Linked DNA regions of Mus musculus: all the other regions are linked to region 4. Evidence: chromatin contacts called from public Hi-C, HiChIP or PLAC-seq and promoter capture Hi-C data. All regions are on one chromosome and are shown on one strand. The core of a region is the stretch at or near the end of the contact, and the rest is flanking DNA. Distances in the headings are between cores, read along the strand shown. Region 1 has its middle 23 kb from the start of Gm46916. Region 2 overlaps Bmp2k (BMP2 inducible kinase). Region 3 overlaps Gm33370 (predicted gene, 33370). Region 4 holds the start of Mrpl1 (mitochondrial ribosomal protein L1).

Region 1 (2,700 bases), core at 4-2,503, 750 kb after region 4:
TGAGTGTTATAGTGATTGGTCAAAAGTACTACAGTCTACAGTATATAGAAACTGTACATATATACATATAGACAATATAAGTAATATATGTATATATGTGTGTGCGCACACACACACACACGTATTAAAAACTATAGTTTGTCCTTTTGCAGTCTGGGTCAGCATTTACAACTTTCATGCCCTGGTTACTCCATTCTCCATTCCTGTCCACTCATTTCTTCTCAGTCTTCCCACTCCTTTAGAGTCTCCTTCCTTGTGAGGAGGTGTAGGAAGTTGACCTGAATGAAATGATGGAGGCAGAATTGTCACAGGTGACAGAATCCACCATTCACAACTCCCCTGCCTCAGGCATGAGTCCTCCTTTATTTTCCATTTCTTTCTGTAGCAGCCCATATTCCCAGTTAGTCATTTCTGTGGTGGGACTGGTCTCTCTCTCTCTCTCTCTCTCTCTCTCTCTCTCTCTCTCTCTCTCTCTCTCTCTCTCTCTCTCTCGTTCTTTCTCTTTCTCCTTAGCAGTTACAGAACACTGCAAAGAAAACTGTGGGGTGTGATAGCAGGGTGGGGGTAGGGGTGGGGTGGGGAGTGGGGGTAGGCGATGAGGGTGTGATGGTGGGGGTAGGGATGGGGTAGGAGTGAGGATGGGGCTGAGGGTGTGATGGTAGGGGTAGGGGGTGGGGTGGGGGTGATGGTGGGGGTAGGGTGGGGTGGGGAGTGGGGGTATGGGTGGGGTGGTTGGCAGTCACAGGTTAGATACATCACTTAATTTTTGAAAGCCCCATTTTTCTTATTTATAAAATAGAAAAAAATTAACTTCCTTGCTATGGCCTAAGTCCCAATATATATATTTTTTAAGCTGGTAAGAGGTTTCTAGATATCACAACATTGATCTGGGATAATTGCTGAGCTCAGCCTGAAGCTACCCTTTATGTTCTACAAGAATGACTAAGAACATGGTAAAAGGGGAGGGGAGGGGAAGGGAGGGGAGGGTAGGGGAGGGGAGGGGAGGGGAGAGAGAGGAGAGGAGAGGGGGGAGGGGAAAGGAGAAGAGAGGGGTGGAAAAGGCTCCCCAGGGCAAAGTGCGAGGCCCTTTGAAGTTTTTTATGACTTGAGTCTGCCCAGATCACCTCGGTGGCTTGTCAAGCACTCTTGCAAAAACATGGACTTTGATTCCTTGAGTCTGGAGGGGGCTTGAGCTCTGAAACCCCGGGGTTTCTAGGTGTGTGGATGTGGGTCTTCCTGTGGCACTTCCGACAGCAGGGCCACAGGACGCTAGGGAACCAGAAGTCTTTAGCTCCGTATTCTTTGTAGTCTCTCTCTTCATTGTCATTCTTCGAGGCAGCAACCCACTTAACACGCCCGTTTTCAGTTTTCATTCAATTAAATGTGATGTTCCTTTCAGCACATTTTAATGAAGCAAAACTGCTTTTCAGAGGGAACAAACAGTAGGGTGAGCTGCCAGGAGAAACCTCGCTGAAGAATTCAGAAAGAATTAACACAAGGGCAGCGAAGGAGAGGGAGGGAAGGAGAGAGGGAGGGAGGGAGGGAGGGAGGGAGGGGGGAGGGAGAAAATAAACGCAAGGATGAGTTCTTAACAAACGTACAGGGTGAGCCCTGCTGTGTGAAGTAGGCAATGGGAGAAATTCTGGGTACATACAGCCTTGATCCGTCTGCTCCTACAATGGTTTGGAGCCCCACAGCCCTGGTAACCAAGGACAAGCCAAGGTTTAAAGAAATTCCTGGCTCCAGTACGCAGAAGGTGAACTGTGGCACTTTTCTTCCAATTTCTCTTTAGCCTACATGTCAGTACTTGCAGCTCTCTGCTCTCCCAGGCAGGAGAGGGTGAATGCTGGTTCTTCAGAGGCACTGGGGGCCACCCACTTGCCCAGCAGGTTCTGCCCAAATCAGGGCATTCCTTTATGAGCCCCAGTTTCTAGTAGTGCCCAGAGATTTGTAATTGTCTCTCTCAGCATGCGCAATATAGGTGGGATGTGGTATGAAAGAATTGAATAAACTTCTTATCCACAATTGTCAAAAAATAGTTGGAGATTAAAAATACACACAGAAACACACACACACACACACACACACACACACACACACACACACACACACACACACTAACCAAAGCAAGAAACACATATTACAGTCTATTAAAAAGCTAAGATTTGGTTAGGAACTGTGGAAAATAAAACTTAATGACACACCCTATTGCTTATAAGAAGACTTAACTTTCCTTATGGAGAGAGAACAGCAACACATTTTAAAAGGCGTAAGACTCAAATAAATGCTACAAGTGAATCAAGAAAGGAGCACGTGAGCTTGGAGTGCTGAAGTCCATTCAAGCAGGACCTGTGAGTGTCCAGGGCCTGCAGTGCATACTGCTGACCAAGTACTGGATGGGAATGAATGCTCCCCTGGGCAATAAAACCAAAAGAAGAAGAAGAAGAAGAAGAAAGCCTTCTAATTTCTTAAAACAATTGAATCTATTTCTCTCTGCCCTTTGCTGGTTATCATCCTCCCCTTGTGCATACATCCAGACCACTACTTTATATTCTTGACTGACAGCAGCTTGCTCTGCCCTTCAGATATATATATATATATATATATATATATATATGCAGGCAGATTTTTATATTGTTATTTTCATCTGCAGCCCACTTTCTTCTGCGGTTAGCAGACACCCCCAAGAAGAACCCTATA
Region 2 (2,731 bases), core at 211-2,710, 870 kb after region 4:
CTTGATGGTCAGGACTTCTTTTTCAAGATGTTGGCAATATTATTTGCCGTAATTAAAATCTGCCATATGTTCTATGGAAACGGGCTCAGAGGGTGCCAGTTACTTTGTTTAAGTCACATAATTAATAAGTAGGAATCCAGTTCTGATGTTAAACTCTTCCATAAAGAGTAGCATAAATAGTAGTAAGCAATTAAAAAATGAAATGGAAGACAACCTGCACCACCAGTCAGATAAGAAAATGGCCCATCTTATGGCATCTTGTGTTTGGAAATAGTGCTCACAGCCTGTGTGGTTGTCTTCTTGCATTCGGACTCTGCCACTTGGCCTGCCTTCAGAGCAGTCCTGCAGATTCTCATAAAACCTTTTGCTAATCCACTAATCCGGAGGCCTAACATGATAAATTGTTGGGAAATGACGGCAGGCAGTATGCTTCCAATTCACAGTGTGCTTTAAAGTGCCCCTCCCCTCCTCTGCCTGGATGATAGGACAACAGACGGCATGTAATTACAATCGCAGTTCAAGCCATTTATCCTCTATAAGCTGATACTAAAGAAAAGAGCATTGAAACAAAATTTCCTTGACACAGCAAGCTTCTTACATGATTAAAAGGATGCCAACTGTTTGCCCTTTGAGCGGAAACGAAATGGGAAGAGTTGCAGTGTAGACAGAATGTGGCAAATGTGCTTTGTCCCTGAGGAGGGGACTTTCAGCAACGTGGCTCTTCGGTAGTTTATGAATTTACAGGTATATACTTTGCAGGATTGATTTAAAATAGTGAAGCATTAACTAGGACTTCACTTCTTAAATGAAGTGTTTAAGAGAATACTGTTAACCACTGTATAAATATCCAGCCAAAGAAATGCTGTGTTAGATATCCCCTCCAAATTTGGATTGAGTATTAAAGGTTCCATTTAGCTTGTGCAAGAATATACCTTTGAAGTTTGAACATCTAGAAATTGTCTTTTGTGAAAACTTACAACCCAGAATTGGTCAGTTTATTCTCTCAACATTCTTTTGGTGAATTCCTGTTTTTGCATCTGTTTGGTGAGGTAAGCTTGTTTTCAGAACCCCCCACACTCCTCCCCTTCCCCATTCCCTGCCCAACACACATACAGTTGTGTCTGTCACCCATTGTCAGATGTGGTGACAGAGGAGGCATGGAGCCTTCAGAGTGACAGAGGAGCAGTGTCTCACAGGTTGCTAAGGTGCTTTGAAGTCAAACACTGTCTTACTCACCCATGAAAGACAAAGCAAACGTGATAAAAGATATATAAAGAACCCTTAAGGAACAGCTCAGTTCAAACACTGTTGAAGCAGAAACAACAAGTACCCATATGGTAGTACTTTCCCCTGTTATGGCATGCCGCCATAGGGGGCAAAAGGAAGCAGGCAGGCCAGCTCCTGGTCGTACTTGGCAATGCTTTGGTAAACTGTGCTGAACATTGCCTGGTGACGCTAGTCCAGAGTTTACAGGTCAGAGTTCGAAGGTAGTGTCTGCAGCAGGAGAAGTCACTGAGGCTTTAATATATGTGGCTCCAAACTCTGGTAACTATCAAATTCCTCATGTGTAAAGAGAGATTGAACTAAATGTATGTCTACAAATCCCTTGTTATTGAAAGAGTTCAGGATACAGTTGAAGCTAAGAAACAGGGTTATAATTCCAAAACAGTGAAGAGATGTAAGAGAAGGCCCAAGAACTGAAATTTGAGTGGTACTAGACTAAACCTTTCAAGAAATAGGAAGGCATGATGGCCTGTGGACATGGCAAGTCAGTTCTGAAGATGTGTTTCAAATGGAAGAGAAAGACATCTCTAGCATAGATCATAGCAAACCTTAGAGCAAACCTTACAGATCCCAGTGTATTGGGAAGTCAGTAGTGAGGAGTTGGAGAGAATGTGGAGAACTGGTGCTGCAGTAAATATCTTGACCCTTTGACACCTTCCCTGGGGCATCACAAGTGTGTAGTTAGGGCTCCATGAAGAGTACCTACAAGTGCCATGACTGCTGCCCACAGTCTCTCTGCGTCTTCACTTTAATCCCTAATAAAAGCCGTGAGGCCGATAATGCCATTCATTCTGCAGGTTAAAGAAGCAAGTCACTGAGTAATGAAACCATCTAAACTATAAGTCTTCAAGCAGCTCTCTAATTTAGCTTAAGAGGACTTTATGTTGTATGTATATTTTTAGGTAGACACCAAACAGTTGTTATTCCACTTCTTTAGTCCATGCTGAGATGTTGCTAAGGTTACTGAGTGATTGGCACATTCCATCACTGACAGTGTGGTGCACGAGGTGTGGGAGGTGAACAGTGGCTCTGGTCAGAAGGATAATTGGAGTTTGTGCTTGCTCTCTCCTGTTGCTCAGCGAGGTTCTCCTGGCTCTCGTGGTTTAAATTAGGATTTCAATGCTGGATACTTTATAAACTAAAAAGATATTTAACACTTGAAAACTTAGGGCTTTTACTGATCTCCTCAGATCTGCATTGCTTATCCTAGTCACATATTCTCAGGCTTTTGGTCTGAGTGAACTTGCACTGTTACTGGGATGCAAACAACACTTGACAAAATGATAACGTGCTCTAATTTCTGACGTATGTGTGTGGGTGGGTGGGGCGGTAGGGAAACATTTCTGCACGTGGATTGTGTCCAGAGCCCACTCTGGTCCAGGAGCTTCTGAGGTAAGGTCTTTCAGGGGAAAGTCTCGGTGTTTGAAATTGTTCGGACTCTTCACAA
Region 3 (2,775 bases), core at 30-2,529, 700 kb after region 4:
GGTTGGTTGGTTGGTTGGTTGGTTGGTTGTTGGTTGTTAATGGTTGTTGTTGATTACAGTTTGATAAGTAGTCCTGTGCAAAAAGAAGAAACAAGAAGAAATCACATATCTTGACAGCAAAGATCAAACTTGCTCCCAGAAACTCAAGACCCCTGTTAGCAGGAACAGTCCCACCTATTAATGATAACACCCCCTTTTCCTTTCTATCCTTTTTTTTCTCCTATCTAGTGTTAGGGGGTTAAAAGGACAGAAAACAGATGGAGAAGGGTGGAAGAAAGAATAATCCACAAAGTAGCTAAAGCCTTGCTGCATCACTTAACTACATCAAGTTGTTAATTAATAATAGCAGTAATACTTACATTTGATTATTGGTAAGGTAGTTCCCTCCAATATTGCTATGGTCTTAAATAATAGCTTACGGCCACCCCCTCATATGGTCAAAGGATTCCACTTCTGAGATTCTGAGAAGACTAGTAGAACTGTACCTTACAGGGTCCTCTGTTTGCTTCTCTGTGCTGACTCTCTTCACTCAGAGCTCTTCCATTCCAGGCAGGCTTTGTTCACTTAGACTCTTTTCCAGGTTTTGGGGGTTGCTCTTTAATTCTGAGCATTTAGCTACTATCTCTCGCTGCAAAGGTTGGCAAGAGAATTCTGGCAAGTGGAGCAGATGTAAATAGAAGTGAGCTGAAAGTTTGTTCAGGACAATACCATAGATCCATCATCTCTCTACTCTACGGGGCTTCTTAGGCAAGATGGAGGGGGGGGGGGCTTAGAGCATGAGCTCTGGAGAACAATCACTGAATTCATTTCTTACACCTGTTCTGTTTTGGCCCTTTAACCTTGGGATTAAATTATATTTTTCCATAAAGTACTGGGAACAAATATACTAAGTGTTACCTATAAACGTTAACCAGAACTATATTGAGACATCTACAACAGTGTTCTCTCACATTTGAATGGCTGCCCTTCAAGGCAATGTTTGAACCTGTGCAAAATACAATAGAATATTCCTGGGATGATTGCAACAGGACAAAGGACCTTTCATGGTATTTCAACAGAAATAAATGGAGACTTGGCTACCCGCTAGACCATGCGTATGTGGCCTGTGGCTGGTTCTGAGCCCCTCACGGCTTTCACTTTGTCCCTGCCCACAGTCTTCAGCGGCCCCGTAGCTTTGATGCTTCCCTCCTCCCGGTTTGTAGTTCACTGTCATCAGCAGCCCGGTTTCCTGTCTTGTCATTGTCCAGCTGCTTGTCTGGCACCGCTAACTCCTTCCTCTTCCTCTCCAGAGGATGTCGACATTTCCAGTACAGACGGGCAACGCCACCAGCTCTTCTGGCTGCAGCTCTTCCTTCTTTAAACCTCCTTTGAAGCCTCGTGAGTTTCCTGTAATGACTGCGTCTCTGTTTTGGCTATTTTAGTACTTATGTGGCTTTTGATTTTGATCTGGATTCACATCTTCTAGCCAAAACCCATCTCCAACAAGTAGTTTGGGGTTTTGCTGGAAGGTAATTTGAATTTGTTTACAAGATCACCAACTCCCAATTTAGATGTCCTAAGACTTCTGAAGGGGAGTGGCCTTCCCAGAGTGCCTTGCCCTCATTATCACTAAGCTATGTTATTAGGCAGGGATGGGCTGTTTTGTTTGTGAGCTAATCCTGCTTCTTATAATTCTCAGTGCTCACTGCTGAATCAGGAGAAGCAGGGAAGTCACTTCAGCAGAACTGAAGAATTAAACACACACACACACACACACACACCACACACACCACACACACACACACACACACACACACACACCACACACACACACACACACACACACACACACACACACACACACACGCTGGTGCACGTATACCAACCACATAGAGCACAGGGCTATTTCATCATAATCATCTGACATCTTTTCTGCAGGAAGTCACAAATACAAAATAGATATGAACAAAAATAACTCAGTTGTCGTAACAGATGAGGAATGATCTCTGTCTTCTCCCTCCTTCCCCTCCTCCCGCTCCTCCCCCTCCTCTCTGTCCTCCTGTCTCTCCCCTTTCTCTTCCTCCTTCTCTCCTACCTCCTTTCCCTCTTCCATCTCTTCCTACTTCTCTCTGTGTGTCTTGATCTCTCTGGTCTCTCCCCTTCTTGTCCTTCTTCTCTGTTATCATTATTCATATGAATAATACAAAAAAAATCTCCCAGATATTTCTCTGTCTACTCTCAATGATTAGGGCCCCACAAGTGTTTGTTCTTTGAACCTTTCTTCCCCTGAGCAACTTTTGTGCTCCAGGTGCTCAGGAAAGAGATCAGATAGGTCCCTGGCACCCAGAACCTTCTAATTGGGTGGTGGTCATTTTTCACTACTGGGTGCTGGAAACTTTCTTTTAAGAAAAAGCCAGTGCATCTCAAGATTCCATGAGAAGAACACGAGGCAGGAGAAGACGGGGCTTATCCTGTGCCCCATCTCGAGGTTTCCTAAGAGGCCAGATGCAGTACAGAGCTGCTTCCTTCCTATTTCTGTTGCTCAGAACTCACAGCCAAACACTAAAACCCAGCAAATCAGTTGCCTTCCCACCATGCAGAGACTTTCCCTTGGCCGCTTGTTTTCATCAAATAAGAAGGTTCCTCTTACCTAACAGGGTTTCTTGTGCCCTGTCAGCCACAAGCCTAACTTCCAGCTCTTGTCCTGCTTTGGTTTTCTCCTCATAAAGACTTTTATTGGCTCTGCAGCATCACTATTTAGGCTCCCTGGGATGCTTACTGGAGGTCCACCATTCA
Region 4 (2,821 bases), core at 29-2,528:
CCCCCACTAAATTGTACACTTAGGTTGGTAAATTGTATTATATAGAATAATAGGTCTCAGAATTGTTTCAAATAAATAAAAAAATTACTAATTCTGTTTATTACATAAAACCAGGAAGAAGTGGCCATAATTCAGTCCTGGAAGTATGAAAGGAGACTGCCAACAATGAGCAGAGTCTGAATTTAAATCTTAAGGGGAAAAAATACTGTTAATGTGTTGCATAATAATTCAAACAAAAGCCAGAGAGGAAAAATGTCACAGAGGTGAGAAATGTGTCTTCTGCCCTCCCTTCATCCCTCCCTCCCTCCCTCTCTTTGTGTGTGTGTGTTATGTGTACACTCGCATGTGTGTTAGGAAGGTTGTTGGTTGAGGAGGTAGGCAGAGGCCCGTAAGTGAGCCTTTGGAAATGGCCAATTACTGGAGGAGTTTATTCTTATGAATTAATTCCTGACCAGACTTGGTTTAGAGAAACCACACGGGCAGCTGAGACATAACGGATGTTTTTTTTTTGGGGGGGGGGGGGGTAGGGGGTAGGAAGGGGTCAGAATAACCTGTGCACTGGTCTCTAATTGGCTACGTAGAACAAAAACAAAAACAGACAAACTCCAAAAACCAAAACAAAACCCTAGACGTGTTTCGAAAACTCCAAGCAGTGTACTGCTCCTTAGGTCTGATCAGCACAGCTTGCCAGCAGCCGGAAACCAAAAAGCAGACGGATGAAAGATTAAGGTTTGCTCAAAGGGGGGTGGAAGGGGGTGAGAGAGTGGGACCTCCTGGCCCGCCTTGGGTGGAGGCGAAGTTTGATGGATTCTGTTTTCTCTTTGCTATGAAGAAGATTGAACTCAGAGGCGCGCACACGCTAGCTCCGCGCACGGTCGCCTAGCAATATTCATTTAAAGAAAAACCGAATCTTAAGAAGGCCAAGAGTATAGCGAAGGAAGCTGGGGACACTTCAGCTTTCTCAAGACTTTAGTCAGAGAACCAGGTTCCCTCTATTTAAATGACCGTTCGGAGTACATCTGCAGGGTCCAAAATTAAAAATAAGAAGGAATGAATAATTAATTACAGAGTTTTCAACAAAGCCATTCCCCACCCCCGCCCCGAAGGTTGATAAACCTTTGAACCCGAGCCACGAAAGGCAGTCTCAGACAGGGAACCGACAGGAACCTCGCCACGAGGGCACTGAAGCCAGGTCGTCCCCGCCCTGCTCTTCTGCTCCTACCAACTCCTTCCCCCTTTGCCAGCTTCCGCGCGGAACCCTTTTTCGCATTTCCGTGCAGTTGAAACCCGGGACCCACTTCGTCAGCACAATCCGGAACAGTCAACATGGCGGCGGCCGTAAGGTGCCTCCGTAGAGGTAAGAGGAGCAGTGTTCTTGCGTGGAAAGTAAATCTAGAGCCAAGTTTCCTGTTGCAGCGGAATCCATGGCAGAATCTCGTAGGCACCGGTCAGCTTCTCGGTCCTCGAAATGCTTCCGTGATCTTCTGGGCTCCACAGCCCAGAGGGTCATCAGTGCTTAAAAGCGACACTTAACGCAAGGGTTCTCTCTTGGAGCAGGTCATTTTGAGGATGAAATGGGAGCGGAAATACATTGGCAGTACTTATAGTCAGGGGTGAGGAGTACAAGGCAAGATTCTGTTGTGTGTGTGGGATAGCGGGCGTGTTCAGTTTGATAAGCGAGCCCTGAAGGGAAAGGTGGTATATGAAGTGATTTACATCTGTAAATATCTGAACCTTGGCGTGTTTATGAATAAAGGCGATTCCAGTTAGTAAATTTACAGAGGCTATCGTGTTTATCATTTGGAGACTAATTCTGTAGTGTTTTGTATAGCCATGTCTGAGCACGTTAGACATGGCTAATAGGAATTCACAGTGCCATATACACTATAAGATCTTTTTCATGTGTATGTGTACTTGGTCTATGTATACATGTTCACATGTGTGTGAGTGCATATGTATGTGTGCCCATGGAGGCTCTCTTCTGCCAGCCAGTATCCAGGCTGTTTCCAGAGGCAGAGTTTGTCACTGGACCTGGAGCTTGCGGATCCCACTGTCTCCAGTGAAGCCCCTGGAGGTGGGAGGTGTTGCACTGTGTTTACCCAGCTTTTATGTGGCTGCCAGGAATCTGAATTTCACCCCTCATGCTTGCACAGTAAGAGCTCCGTCACCTCTCATATGAAATTGATCTTTACTTTTAAAATGCAATCAACTCCCCCTCTTCTTTGACCTTGCAGCCCTTCTCCTTCCTCTATTTATTGTGTCTTGTCTCCCCACTGGCCAGGAACATAAGCTTCATAACCTTCCTTATTCCAGTGCTTGTAAAACAATGGTACTTAGACCATCCAGTTTACAAACTGCATCTCCACAATAAAAGTAGACACTGCTTTCTTGATTAAGTTTTGCTAAAAAACAAAAACAATTTGAGACAGGGTTAGGCTCCCATGTGTTGGGACAGGCATCTCCAGCATGCCCATTATTAAAAGTATTGCCTGTTGCATTGAACAGTATAATTTAGTGCTTTGTTTCACATGCTAGTGTAACCTTTTTGTGGTTGCAGATTATAATAGGTCTACTGAGCACTCTTTAAGTAGTGCTAATATGGAATTCTATAATGTGTTTTAAATTGATGTATCCTTGCTTACTAATAAGGTAATACTACTCAGTGGACAGCTTTCACACTATTGGCATTTCCTTTCTAGTTTGAAGTCTTTTTATCCTTCTTGTTTACTTTTCAATTGTGTTGCTCTTTCACACTCAAGATACAACTCGTTTGTCCAGTGAACATGTTGCAAATATACTCTACCCATTTTAGATTCATCTT

The links. Promoter capture Hi-C pulls out the DNA fragments that hold promoters and counts their contacts. Hi-C and Micro-C count contacts between places; a contact is called where the count stands out from the background. HiChIP or PLAC-seq counts read pairs in DNA pulled down with a chosen protein or histone mark.
Region 1: a Hi-C map of B cells shows a contact between it and region 4, with 10 read pairs. The contact joins the enhancer-like site here to the promoter of Mrpl1 in region 4. A contact is called at or near these places in 7 of 39 promoter capture datasets (the HPC-7 cell line, cranial neural crest, frontonasal cranial neural crest and 4 more), 1 of 484 Hi-C or Micro-C datasets (B cells) and 1 of 115 datasets of contacts at active chromatin or transcription factors (astrocytes).
Region 2: a contact with region 4 is called in a promoter capture Hi-C map of liver, with 2.5 times the contacts expected there. The contact joins the enhancer-like site here to the promoter of Mrpl1 in region 4. A contact is called at or near these places in 8 of 39 promoter capture datasets (the 3T3-L1 cell line, the HPC-7 cell line, cranial neural crest and 3 more) and 1 of 115 datasets of contacts at active chromatin or transcription factors (astrocytes).
Region 3: an H3K4me3 HiChIP or PLAC-seq map of bone marrow-derived macrophages shows a contact between it and region 4, with 4 times the contacts expected there. The contact joins the enhancer-like site here to the promoter of Mrpl1 in region 4. A contact is called at or near these places in 4 of 39 promoter capture datasets (the C10 cell line, cranial neural crest, frontonasal cranial neural crest and 1 more) and 7 of 115 datasets of contacts at active chromatin or transcription factors (CD8 T cells, bone marrow-derived macrophages, effector CD8 T cells and 4 more).

Annotation. Positions count from the first base shown.
Region 1 is chr5:96,963,363-96,966,062 of GRCm38.p6, forward strand. No RefSeq gene overlaps it. Among named protein-coding and RNA genes, the nearest start is that of Gm46916, 23 kb to the left of the region's middle. Within about 2 kb of position 1,254, at least 76 of the 459 cell types and tissues checked have an H3K27ac peak or open chromatin away from gene starts, as enhancers often do. A contact at or near this core is called in B cells and astrocytes, where this site is marked.
Region 2 is chr5:97,077,426-97,080,156 of GRCm38.p6, forward strand. The region is part of intron 15 of Bmp2k (BMP2 inducible kinase); the gene reads left to right. Among named protein-coding and RNA genes, the nearest start is that of Paqr3, 33 kb to the right of the region's middle. Within about 2 kb of position 1,461, at least 15 of the 459 cell types and tissues checked have an H3K27ac peak or open chromatin away from gene starts, as enhancers often do. A contact at or near this core is called in liver, where this site is marked.
Region 3 is chr5:96,910,477-96,913,251 of GRCm38.p6, forward strand. It overlaps Gm33370 (predicted gene, 33370), which reads right to left. Exons shown (of 3, transcript NR_168888.1): 2 at 486-651; 3 at 1-73. Among named protein-coding and RNA genes, the nearest start is that of Gm24623, 4.2 kb to the left of the region's middle. Within about 2 kb of position 1,280, at least 168 of the 459 cell types and tissues checked have an H3K27ac peak or open chromatin away from gene starts, as enhancers often do. A contact at or near this core is called in CD8 T cells, bone marrow-derived macrophages, memory CD8 T cells and 2 more, where this site is marked.
Region 4 is chr5:96,208,837-96,211,657 of GRCm38.p6, forward strand. Mrpl1 (mitochondrial ribosomal protein L1) reads left to right here and starts at 1,279. Exons shown (of 9, transcript NM_053158.3): 1 at 1,279-1,357. The coding sequence starts at 1,327.